Regions from separate parts of the Zea mays genome. Here region 1 is linked to region 2. The links are chromatin contacts, called in public Hi-C maps. All regions are on one chromosome and are shown on one strand. Each heading gives the region's core, a stretch centred on a gene start, on an enhancer-like site or on the middle of the called end of the contact. The rest is flanking DNA. Distances are from core to core; before and after follow the strand shown.

Evidence for each region. Hi-C and Micro-C count contacts between places; a contact is called where the count stands out from the background.
Region 1: a Hi-C map of tassel shows a contact between it and region 2, with 2.9 times the contacts expected there. The contact joins the promoter of LOC100501454 here to the promoter of LOC100192489 in region 2. A contact is called at or near these places in 3 of 25 Hi-C or Micro-C datasets (bundle sheath, ear and tassel).

Annotation. Positions count from the first base shown.
Region 1 is chr4:164,877,279-164,883,780 of Zm-B73-REFERENCE-NAM-5.0, reverse strand. LOC100501454 (nine-cis-epoxycarotenoid dioxygenase6) reads left to right here and starts at 2,571. Exons shown (of 1, transcript NM_001196164.2): 1 at 2,571-4,801. The coding sequence starts at 2,656. The coding sequence ends at 4,572.
Region 2 is chr4:164,415,630-164,422,270 of Zm-B73-REFERENCE-NAM-5.0, reverse strand. It overlaps LOC100192489 (putative protein kinase superfamily protein), which reads right to left and starts at 4,031. Exons shown (of 18, transcript NM_001137709.1): 1 at 3,680-4,031; 2 at 2,715-2,978; 3 at 2,384-2,461; 4 at 2,062-2,188; 5 at 1,874-1,952; 6 at 1,716-1,784; 7 at 1,542-1,631; 8 at 1,328-1,466; 9 at 758-860; 10 at 620-672; 11 at 446-512. The coding sequence starts at 2,069.

The sequences.
Region 1 (6,502 bases), core at 1,322-3,821, 460 kb before region 2:
TGTGCCTTCCAAAATAGTCCTTAGAGGATGTGGATGAGAAAGTTTCTTCCTCAAGGAAATCTAAACGGAGGAAAATCTTCCCCCGGTAGGTAAACGGGGATATGGACCGGGAAGCATTCCTCATCCTCGCTCCCCGCGGGACCCGTTAAACCTGAACGTGACAAAGTTTTCATGTATTAGTTAATGATAAAAATAAATAATTATTTTGTCTATAGATCACTCATTTATATAAATATGCTTATTTTAATGTATATATAATGATTTCTTACATATAACAATATGTATAAGTGAAAATGTTTTGCATTAGTAATAAATAATGTATGTTCTAATTATAATTTAAACGAGGATGGCGATCCTTGTCGGGGATTTATCTCGAAACAGGGATGGAGAAAAATATGGCCCGCAAACGTTCGTGAGAATCTTTATAGGAAAAATTTTATGTCGCATGAACATGCATAAAAAGCTATTCCCTGACGGTAAATTCCTCGTTGTCATCGGACCGCTGAGTCATATTTTGATTCTATACAAGGTCATATTCGCTTAGCTCTAGATCCCATACTGTCCCCATGCGTATTTTGGCTTATTTCTTTTTGTGTGTAGTTTATTATCAATTCGTTTAGTTGTACTTCTATTTTAGTACCACGGACGCTCGTTTTGTTTCGCATAAATATAGTACTCTCTTTGTTCTTTTCTATTTATCATTGTTTTGTTTAAAAATAAATTTATGGACGATAAATGTTTGAGGAAGAGTGTAGTAATAAGCAATAGGTCCGATTCTATTGTTACAGCATCGAGATACTACTTATCTCTACTATACTTAAAGCATCAGTTTCAACGGTCGTTCTATGTCATATTTTTACAAATAATCCCTCACATCTATCTCAAATTAACCATGCATCCTTCCATGCACACAACTTCCACGTCTGGCCCGTTACCAGTCGGGTGGTTAAATTAGCGTAAAATATTTATAAAATGTGGTGTTCGAACCTAAGCCCTAATGGAAGAAGGGCGGGAGACACTAAGTGGAGTCGTCTAACCAGTAGAACATCATGGTCAATTGTTTTTGATATTGAATATAAATTTTACATATATACGAGTTTTGTAAAATAAATAAAAATATAATCGTGTCAGGCCGGATCAGCACTACGGGCCGAGGCTACAGCCCAAACATGACACGACGATCGTGTCGGGCTGGCCCAGGAACTATTAAATGGTCCGTGCCCCAGACCAGCCCGCCAGGCACGACCCATTTGTCCATCTATACCTTCGCACGATAATGATGGTGCTCACCTCAGTTGCCGCCACCTCGTTCGTCATTCTGCTTATTTTCTCTCTCCCCTCATGCCTTCGCCTCCGTGCCACGCATTCTCGGCAGACGGCGTGGGAGCAGGCGTCTCCTCTCCGTATTAGTCCGACACCAGCCCCGACACCGACCCGCGCAGTGGCTATTGCACGTCCACGAGGGTGTTTCATAGCATGCACGCACCATCGTTTTCGCTGTCGTCGGACGTCCCGTTCGTCTTCTTGGCCTTCGCCCTTTTCTTTCTCCCCAACCTGCTGCCCCTGCCTACGGTCGCAGCCGTGAGCCGACCGACGCTCGTCAACGCGGGTACGGGCAAGTCAATCTTGCTCCTAACTTTTCTTCGTGCGTGTTGCCGAGGAGGACACGACGGTGCCTGCCACACTTAGGTTATCTTGGCGATGACGAGTCCAGATCTGAGATATTGGACAATCAAAGCCTGTAGCGCGGCAGTAGTCGACATATGCTACGGAGTTGGTGGTGGTGTTGTGTCGCCTCGGCGGATCCAGGGCTGGAAGGCACTCGCATTCTCTCGCCTTTTTCGGACTGACGCCTGGTGCGGGTGCCTCTCGGTTTGGAGTTGCCCTGATTGGGCTTCTTTCTCCGCTTGTGTGCTGTCTCCATGTATGTATCTAGCGGTATATTACCTATGTCGCCTCCAGATGTCCATGTCTTCGTCGTGTCCTTCTCCGGCAACGAACATGTATGACTGCCTCTTTCCTTCCCTTCCTGGTCTACGAAACTTTGGAAGTGGGAGAGGCGATGGATGAGGTCCCTGATTTGCTACCTATGGTACCCATTCGATGGTTTGACATCGCCTGTCTACATGACCTTTTCTTTACCACGATGTCGACTCGCTTAGTCAAATAAAAAAAATTATGCAGAAAGCAGAGACAATCAATAAAAATCTTTAGATCTTTTTGGTGCATAGTTTACGTGGGTATTGTTATGAGTTGTTGCAACGCACGGGCAACCGAATAGTAACAGATTAAAACGAAACAAAACACACACAAGTGCGTGTACCGTTAAGTATATTTTGGTTTGTTTGCTCTGATATTTTTATTTCTTTATCATGCCCTTTTTCAACATATGAAACGTAGCGCTCCAAAATCCATCTATATACATGCGCCTTTTGCAGGGGTAGTCTATATGACAAGGATCAGCCACCACTTCTATGATTAGTAGTACTATCTCCCTAGATCCTCGAGCTAGCGCTAGGCCTATATATATGCAAGGTCAGAAGCACTTCTTTCTAGCACACCAATTTGGTGAGCAGATTGCGCTGCTCCATAATTACTTGTGCTCTAAGCTTTGATCCAAATCCACACACATTGATCTAAAGGCCAGGTTGCAGAATGGAGAGAACACTGATCACCTCTAACCTCTGCTTGAGTGCACACGCTTCAAGATCGTCCCGGAGGGTTCACTACATCCCTCCTTCCGCCTCTGCTGCTGCACACAACTCCAGCTACAGGAAGAAGAGTGCCCCGTCTCTGCCGCCGTCGGCCGCCGCATCTGCCACTGTTGTCACCGCCCCTCCGTCCACTGACAATGTCCAGTCCACTGCTCCGAAACAGACCGGGCGACAGGAGCTGGAAGATCTCGTGGCCGCCAAGACCAGCACTTCAAGAACTGCACGTGCGCCGAGCCAGGCTCGGGCTCGGGCTCGGGCTGAGCCTCGCCGCCGGCCTGCCCCGGCAGCCACGTCCCTGCCAATGGCGTTCTGCAGCGCGCTGGAGGAGGCGATCAACACGTTCGTCGACCCTCCGGCGCTGCGGCCGTCCGTGGACCCCCGGAACGTGCTGTCGACCAACTTCGCGCCAGTGGACGAGCTGCCGCCGACGCCCTGCCCCGTCGTGCGCGGCGCCATCCCGCGCTGCCTCGCCGGGGGCGCCTACATCCGCAACGGGCCCAACCCGCAGCACCTCCCCCGTGGGCCGCACCACCTCTTCGACGGCGACGGCATGCTGCACTCGCTCCTCCTCCCGACGGCGGGGTCCCCGCCGTCGTCGGACCCCGTCCTCTGCTCGCGCTACGTGCAGACGTACAAGTACCTCGTGGAGCGTGACGCGGGAGCGCCGGTCATGCCGAACGTCTTCTCGGGTTTCCACGGCGTGGCCGGCCTGGCGCGCGGCGCCGTCGTGGCGGCCAGAGTGCTCACCGGGCAGATGAACCCAGCCGAGGGCGTGGGGCTCGCTAACACCAGCCTCGCCTTCTTCGGCGGCCGCCTCTACGCGCTTGGCGAGTCGGATCTCCCGTACACCGTGCGCGTCGACCCGGCCACCGGCGAGGTGACCACGCACGGCCGGTGCGACTTCGGCGGCCGCCTCTTCATGGGCATGACCGCTCACCCGAAGAAAGACCCCGTCACCGGCGAGGTCTTCGCGTTCCGCTACGGCCCCGTGCCGCCGTTCGTCACCTACTTCCGGTTCGACCCGGCCGGGAACAAGGGCCCCGACGTGCCCATCTTCTCGGTGCAGCAGCCGTCGTTCCTGCACGACTTCGCCGTCACGGAGCGGTACGCCATCTTCCCGGAGATACAGATCGTCATGCAGCCCATGGGCATGGTGACGGGCGGCGCGCCCGTGGGGTCTGACTCCGGCAAGGTGCCCCGGCTCGGCGTGCTCCCGAAGTACGCCACGGACGAGTCGGAGATGCGGTGGTTCGAGGTGCCGGGCTTCAACATGATGCACTCGCTGAACGCGTGGGAGGAGGCCGACGGCGAGGAGCTGGTGCTGGTGGCCCCTAACGTCCTGTCCGTGGAGCACGCGCTGGAGCGCATGGAGCTCGTGCACTCCTGCGTCGAGAAGGTGCGCATGAACCTGCGCACGGGCGCCGTGTCGCGCACCCCGCTCTCGGCGGGGAACCTCGACTTCGGCGTGATCCACCCGGGCTACCTTGGCCGGCGCAACCGGTACGGATACCTCGGCATCGGCGACCCCATGCCGAAGATCTCCGGAGTGGCCAAGCTGGACTTGGACCGCGCCGGCACGGGCGACTGCACGGTGGCGCGGCGCGACTTCGGGCCCGGGTGCTTCGCGGGGGAGCCGTTCTTCGTCCCCGACGACGTGGAGGGGGACGGCAACGAGGACGACGGCTACTTAGTGTGCTACGTCCACAACGAGCGCACCGGCGAGAACCAGTTCGTGGTGATGGACGCGAGGTCGCCGCAGCTGGACATCGTCGCCGAGGTGCAGCTGCCAGCGCGCGTCCCCTATGGCTTCCACGGCATGTTTGTCACGCAGGCCGAGCTCCAGGCGCAGCAGCAATGATCAAAGCACCGAACACTCGTCCAGTGTTTACGTGCTGGGGATCTGTAGCACATGATTCCAGGAGAAACACACACAAACACCCATCAGGTGCATACTGAATAGATTGTAGTAAGAACAACTCTAGGCCACATAGCATTCACGAATTATATTGTAGTGTAAATGTAGCAGAACCCATAAAAGAGTTCATGAGTAGAATTGATACGAAATCACAAAAAAAAATTATTGGAATAGAACAATGTTCATCATTGATGGGTCCACCACCAACATTGCCGGCTGTGCACGGTGCACGCCGTGCACGGAAGCAGAGCAAGGGCCACTCAACAGACGAGGCCCCGACGACAAGCCGACACAGAAGGCCTCAGCCAAGGGCAGCACAATGACAATTGCTGGAGCACATGTCAAACGTGCGAGGGCAAGGCAAAAGCTGCGATTCCAGAATTCAGCGTCTAATAGAAAGAAACATGCTGCTTTTCTTCAGTTCCCAGTGGAGCTCACATTGCATTTGGTGTCAGGGCCATCCAACATCATACAGTTGTTAAGACTCACAAAACTAACGAACATAAACCTAACCTGTCAAATCTCTCTTGTGACTAACCTAACTGCTCCTAGAAGGGCATACTACAATTTTACAAGATAAATCAAGGTTATTTTCTGTGGTATTACACCCTTTTTGTTTTGAGTTTTTTCTGTACCCATAGTTCTGCAAGAAGGGGTACCTAAAAGAACTTGTATAGATCAAACACCAACTTCTCAAGACTCATGTGGCACACATCCCACAGCCTAGAAAGGGGCCAGGGCACATTCTTTGCAACATGAGGACCATCGAGTGACTCGTTGCGCATTTTTACATAAGATATGCCAGCCAGTTTCTTTGTGCCGGGCCCAGGTCTCACAAGGTACAAACCTGAGATGGTTAGAAGTCCTCCAATAACACCGCAAACAAATAATGCCGATCATATACATCAAAATTTGGATCAAAAGAAGCGCGAAACATGTTAGAAACTAGTAATAAGTTTACTGATGTTAGCATATGAGTGGAACATCAATATGGAACAAATTCATGTACCACATGTGTTTACCTGAGACTCTGGAACAGTACTCTTCACACACACAAAAATGAAAGGAAATGCTAGGTGATTAAAAAGTAGGAAAAAATGATAAATTCATCTTACCTTCCAAGGTAAATTGGGCTTCCCAGAAAAATCATAGACAATAGAGCAGAGACCATTGGTTGAAGAGGGTTATAAAGTGCCACCATAGCAGGGCCCAATATTTTGTTGGACCATGTCAACAGGACATAATTAAGTGCAGATGTCATGACACCCTGAATTAGAAAAAAAATGGAGTTTGAGTAACAGGGAATGCATCAATGCATCTATTTAATTCATGGGGTACAAGACTAGTGCAAAGTGCAGCCATAGTCTCCTCCATACACAGCATAGATACAGAATCTCAAATTCTGAAGTCACATAAACGGGACCTTACTCCATTGCATCAGTACCAAGTACTACCAGGCAAGTTGTCACATGTGTATAAGATTGCATATGTATTCGATGCAAGAATGTTATATGAGACACTAGGAAAACATAAGAACAGTAAAGAATTGAAAACACAGCGTGGGCCTCTGTAGAGCACCATGAGAACGGCTCCCATCACACAGATAATTATTGTGCCATCCACAAAAAGGGCTGGCTTGATGGCCCAAACACAGTGCTCATTGGACATGAAACGTGACACGTGTTGGTGAGCCACCATCCAAGAAAGGTGTCATGCACACACATCGTGCAGGTGCCACAGATATATCTCTATCTCTACTAATATTAAAGTGTGAATGTCTTCGTATCTCTTTGTCCGTGCACAGCCCCCAGCAAATGTAGACGCCACATATTGGTATGTAGGGTGCCACAGATATATCTCCGTGCGTCTCCTG
Region 2 (6,641 bases), core at 2,782-5,281:
AATACTGTTTGATATGGTTCGGACATATCCAAAGGAGACCTCCAGAGGCAGTGGAATCCTAAGGCGCGATAGCAATAAGAATAGAGATCGGGTAAGCCCGAAATTGACATGAGAAGCAGTAAAAGGAGACTTGAAAGAATGGAGCATACCCAAAGATTTAGCCTTCAATAGGAGTGCATGAAAAATAGCAATACATGTACATGAACCTTGACTTGGCCTAACTTGCTTGGAACTAAAAGGTTTTGTTATTGTTGTTGAAACGAGGGGTCTGCAACAAAACTAGTTTCTAGAGAGAGAAAGAATCAAAAGAAACTAAATTTTGGAAGCAAAGTGTTCAAGGTTGGGCATTAAATTTGAGATAAGTCAAACTTTAAGGTGACCAACAAGAAAGCAGCAAAAGATTTGTGAGTGACAAGCTTTACCAGCAAACAGTCAACCATATTACCTGGTTCCAGGAAAGAGAGGATGGAGTGTCAACAGCTCAGCCATTATGGCACCCATTGCCCACATATCTATGAGATGGCGAGGTGAAGAAATGTCAGATTACGAGTTGAGTTGGTCCATCCATGAATAGACAAACACTAAGCAAATAGTATTTTTTTAGTTTTATTTTTCATACCAACTGCAGAATCATAAGCAGATGACTGGAGCAAGACTTCTGGTGCCCGATACCTAAGACATTCAAACATGGGGATTAACAAAAGATAAGACAGATTCATTTTATTTTGGTGTCTAGTGAAGAGTGAACAGTGCTAACCAGCGAGTTGAGACATATTCTGTATATGGTGGCAATGATGAGACTTCCCTTGCAAGACCAAAGTCTGCTAGCTTTATGACACCTTTGCTAACCAACAGATTCTCTGCACAACCAAGTCATGCTATTATCAGTGCAATATGGCGCACACATAAGTAAAACTGAGCTGCTGATTCAGATGAAATCATGTCATATAGTCCCTCTAGTTCAAGAAAGTAAGGTTTATGGCTTGCATACGGTCAAAATATCTAAATTTCAACCCTGAATAACATTTTTGCACAAGATTGATCATTTGAAAATGGTAGGTGCACGTTTTTTCAGAAGTAGTTGGTACATTTTATGAACATCATGTGATGTTACCCAATGTGCTTATCTCACAATGTGGGGAGTACCTCACCTGAGGGCGGATATGTACAAGGTGTACGTGAGTTTACTACACTACCTATATTGCAATATTATATAGACTGGTAGTCAGAGTTGTAAATTGGTAATCATTTGATGACTAAAATAACCATTTTTTATATGCTATGGAAACAAACATCTAGCTGATTGTTGAGAACACTGAGATCCTACCAGGTTTGAGGTCACGATGAAAGTAGCCCCTCTGGTGCATGTATGCAAGAGCCTGAAATATCTGAAAACACCAGTTGCGGACTTCAGACTCGGAGAAAGGCTTGACCCTTTCTTTCATAAGTTGATAGAGATTACACTCCTATAAAAACAAGGGTTCAGATTCAAGAACACAATAATGGTGCAGTAGAATATTTGCTATACATAACATATTTACCATGTATTCCATTATGAAGTATAATATATCATTTTCCCTGATAACCTCTTTGAGCTTCACAATGTTAGGATGATTCATGCGCCGCAAAGACTTCAATAAAATAACAATAAAAGAAATATCAGCTGAAAGAACAAAACAGAGAATGATAAAAAGAACACCACTGGTCTAAAATACCTTTACTTCACGTAGACTCATACATTCCTCAAAAGAATAATATTTTTTCTTCATTTTCTTAACAGCAACCTACATTAAAGCATCAGCAAATTCTCGTGTTATACAGAGTTCATAGTAAAAAAAATGTTTAGAGAGAAGTTCTATCTTCAGATACATACAACTTCGCCATTCTGTTTATTCATAGCACGCCATACACTCCCAAAAGTCCCATCGCCAACTTCCTTAATCAACTTGAATCTGCGAAGGCATGCGATAAGGCAAAAATAATCTAAAATAGAGAATCTGTAGAACTAAGAAGTGTTATAAGATAAAAGCAACCTAAATAGCCAGTCAATATAAAAGTTACCTATCCATTGTTGTAATATCAAAGCTGCCTTGTGCAAGTTTTACCCTTCAGAATAACCAAGCCACGAGAAATATGAACAGACACGAAAGGCAAGGGTTTGCCAAGTTCTAGCTGATCAATATCTTGCCTGCAATTAGAAAATATGATAAGGTCTACAATTATTTGAATTTTGACAGTTTCAGAGCAGAGAAATAAGATGATCCGTAAGGCAGATAAGGTCTGAAAATGAAACAACTACCACAGTATGTAGAATTCTGTTCCACTACAAGCCCACTGCAAACATAGCATGAAATTACTAAGTGTAGCAAGGATGAGGCCTGACCTCAGATAGTACACAGAAGACAAATCAACTAATTAGGGCAGCAACAGATGTAGGCTGAAGATGGCAAATATATTAACCCTGCAAGAAGAGAAAATAAGAAATGAAATTTAGAATATTTCAAGTTAGCAACTAGAATTGAATTTCTTCATTCACATGCCAATGTATGTGGCAAAGTGCAGAGAGATTTGCATACCCCCCTTATATGAGCATCATCTACCTGAAAAGAAACTTTTCAGAAGTTGATGTGCTGGTAAGAAGTGGGGAAATGAGAAGGAAAGTTCATGCAAATACAATAGCACAAAACAAAGGAAGACCAAGGTGGTGGAGTTACATGTAGATGTCTGGCATAGACTGGAATATAATAACTTCAGGAAAATATCGCATCAGCCTGCTTGTTGTGGAGCATAGAGGAGCATATAACCACTATGTGTAGTTCACCAGAGAGGAGAGATGGGTGTTCCCACGGGCTAAGACACACCAATCAAGAGTTTCTTTCGAAAAGAATCGCTTGCATTGAAGGAGATATGCCCGGCAGATCACTTTTTCCATGTCTCGGATGAACGCTTCAAGCTCCCAAATTCACTGCTGCTGCAATCTAGTCAACAGTTTGAGTCAGAAAGCACATCATAAGCAAAAGGAACTAAAAGGCACTAATAAAAACTTGACAACATTTACAGCTACGGAGCATGTCAAAATTGTTGCAATGCTAATTACATGAAAATCATGATATACTCGAAATAAAAAAACACAGACAATTGTCTATTAGGCATTTAGCGGCAACAACAATTATCTTGCAAAGAGAACCAAGCACAAACAACCAGCCGAAAATGATAGCATTAGGCTGTAGTTTGCAGAGCAAACAACCTGCATTGGCCCTCCAGTCGCAATTTACTTATTACACTCTCTCCGCAACAAAAAAAAACACACACACACACAAATTTTACAATCCAAGTAGTGACAAGAAAAAAAAAGAGGATACTTTACCATCTTGAATGAGGGGGAGAAAAGGACCTTTTCCCAACACAAGACAATACAAACCAAGCTAATGAAACAGATCCAAAACATCGCACCACAGAACGCGGCATCACGCAAGAGCCATTACAGCGTACCAACTCGCCGCCCAGATCCGCCGTCCTGTGCACAGATCCAGGGCCAAATCCCGCCAAGCAAGCGAAAAACGGAGAGAGGCGAGGAAGCCTCCGCAGAGACAGGGCGCGTGCGCACACACACACACACACAAAAAAAAGCGCGCGGCGCGTAGAGGCGAGGACACAGACACAGGAATCGATTCCATACCTTACCCTGCGGGCGAGGACAGAGAGCATAGGGTGGTGTGGTGTCGTCGCCTCCCCACGTGGTTGCCGCGTGCCCTGCCTCCCTGGTCGCGCAGGCAGCCCGCGCCGCGCGGACCGGGGGGTGGAGGAAGCGAGCGGCGGCGGCGGCGGCGGCGGCGTGTGTGGGACGGGAAGGAAGAAGGGGCGGGCAGCGGCGGGCCTTCCGGTTTCTACCCGCGTCGCGCTCCGTTATTTTTTATAATCATGGCAGGGCAGGTGAGGCCACCACAGCACCGCCTCCTCTCCTCGCGTCGCCTGCCTCTCGCGCTCCGCCCCGACCGTCTTGGGCTCTTGGCCTTGCCTGCCTGCCTCTGCCTGTCTGTCTGCCGCTCGCGGCGTCTCCTCCCTTTTTGCACGCATTTTAACCGCTCCCTCCCTGCTCGCGGTTTTTTTTTTTGTGTGCCCCGCCGGACGCCAAAGCGCTCTCCTTTCACCCTCCTCCTTCTGTTAGCTAGTGAAGATGCCCTACTACCTACCAATAACCAATTGCGACGATGCGTCATATGCAAAACTGTATATGCTCTGCTCTGCTGTGGTCGATCTAAGAGACGGACTAGTAAAGAACTCCGACGCCTCTGTTTCATCCCGATGAGCTTGTGGTATTACTAAGTATATGTTCGTTCAATCATGAACACTCGGAGCTGCAGTTCGTTTCAAAACATCGGAATGATCACGGGTATCCCACTGACACTGTCGCTACCTTTCTTCACGGTCCTACTTACCGGTATTTCCACTCGGATCATCATTCCAGTCCATCATCGGTGGTCCTGGTCCTGCCTGCGTCGGATGGCGACGCACCTCGATGGCCCTAGCCGACCAACCTACTAGCTACCTGCTGCCGTCAGTTTTGGCACTCGCGCGCCTGCTACTGCTAGCTAGGCTAGGCACAGAGATAGCAAGCCACAAGCTGTCAAGCTCCACACACCACCGCACCACAAGAGCCGTGCCCGTAGGCATCTCTGCATTCCGTGCATGCAATCCGCCATCGACAGCACGGTCGGTCCCCCCGCTGCTTGGCTATTGGCTTGGCCTTGGTGGTGGATTGGTCCCGACGCAACCAAGCGAGCGGACATGGATCTCTGCTCCCGGTTGGTACCCCGTCGCCACTCGCCATTGCCCCCATTGCTGGTTCACCCATACAGTAAATCCAAACGTCCAACTGCTCGCACGTGCTAGATCTGGCTGCAGTACCAGGAGCCCATGCAGGCACAGGCAACACACAAACAAACAGATGTACGAGACCACGCCATGCGCGCATGCCAAGATGCTCTTCTCGCGGGCGTCTTGTGCTGTGCACCGAGACCGAGGTGGGGAGTCAGGGTCGGCAACCCAGCGCTCGCCACGAAACTGACCAGCCTCCCCTCTGTCCTCCTTGCGCGGAACACAGCATCACCGCACTGGCTTGGTCTCCCTAGTATAGCAGGGGAAAATACTGAAAAATGCCAAAGGCCATGTGCGCCGCGCCGCCGCCGCCGCCGCCGGGCTCTGTAGCCACGGCAGACGAACGGCAGGCACCCGTTCGCCAGCCGCAGCCTGCCTCGCCAAGAAGGCAACAAGCCCTTTCGTTTCGTCCCCATCAGCCTCAGCACTGACTTGGGCGTCGCCTCTGCTGCCGCGCAAAACCGCACAATCAAGTGGAAAACGATGTCAGGTTCAGAAATCCGGCCCGAGACAGGTTTCAAAGAAAGAGGATATGATATGATACATGTTCATTCAGTAAAAAAAAAACCATGATCAGTGAAGCTGTTAATCGGCGGAACACTATAGATGGGCATATAGATGGATGCAGTTAGACCACTAAGCCAAGCAAAACGGGAGCAGATGGGTTCGAACAAGCGCTCTTGATGTTCCAACCAAGAGCCGGAGCCGACGAGTGTCACGTTCGAAAGCTGGGCGGGAGAGACAGAGGTGGAGAGGAAGATTATGTAGCCCACGCGCGCGCGAGACAGCCGAGCGCATCTGTTATAACTACTCTACTGTCTACGAGCAGAAGGAAGAGGAAGACAGAATTACGGAGGAAGGAGCAGAGGTAGTATTGTTCTCTGTAAATGTTTGATACTCAGTTTTCTCCACTCTCTCTCCTTATCTACTGCTACTGCCCACATGGGCTTACATGGACCACTTGTCCAATGAAAAAAGGGAATTGGGCCTACGGACACGGCGGCCCGACACCTTGGTTTGCTCCTCCTGCAGCTCACTTTCATCAGAGTTCCCTGGTAACCCCTTTGGTATGCTGATAATCCCCTCCTGTTGAAGAGCCGCTTGTCCCCAAGCGGTGGCAGCTGGGAAACGGCCTTGCAGAGCTTGTTCATCTTCCCATGAATCCAGAGTGGCGTCGCAACCGGACCAGCGTACCAAGACCTGAGCAACCTGATGGCCTCCACGTGAGATAGTACGGCGTTGCAGAATTTGCTCTGGGTAACTGACGGCAGATGCCACAGCTGGAAGAGCAGAACTGACAGAGCACGATGGATGAACTGATGGCTTTAACTGGGAGACGTGAAACACCGGGTGGATGGAAGCAGACTCTGGTAATTTCAGCTTATAAGCCACAGCACCAACCTTCTGTAAAATCTCAAAGGGCCCGAAATATTTGTAGGCAAGTTTGTGACTGGCACGAGGGGCCACCGAAGTTTGCACATAGGGCTGGAGCTTCAGATATACCATATCCCCGACATTGAACACGCGTTCAGAACGACGCTTGTCTGCGAAATGTTTCATGCGCTGCTGAGCGCGCAACAAGTGATGATGAACCGACCGGACCATGAGGTCCCTTTGACCCAACCAGGATGCTAAGTCCACATGGGAAACTGAGTCATCAACTGAAAGGCCAAAATGACGAGGGGATCTTCCATAGAGCACTTCGAATGGTGAATGGCCCAGGGAAGAATGGAAACAACAGTTGTACCAGTACTCTGCCACGG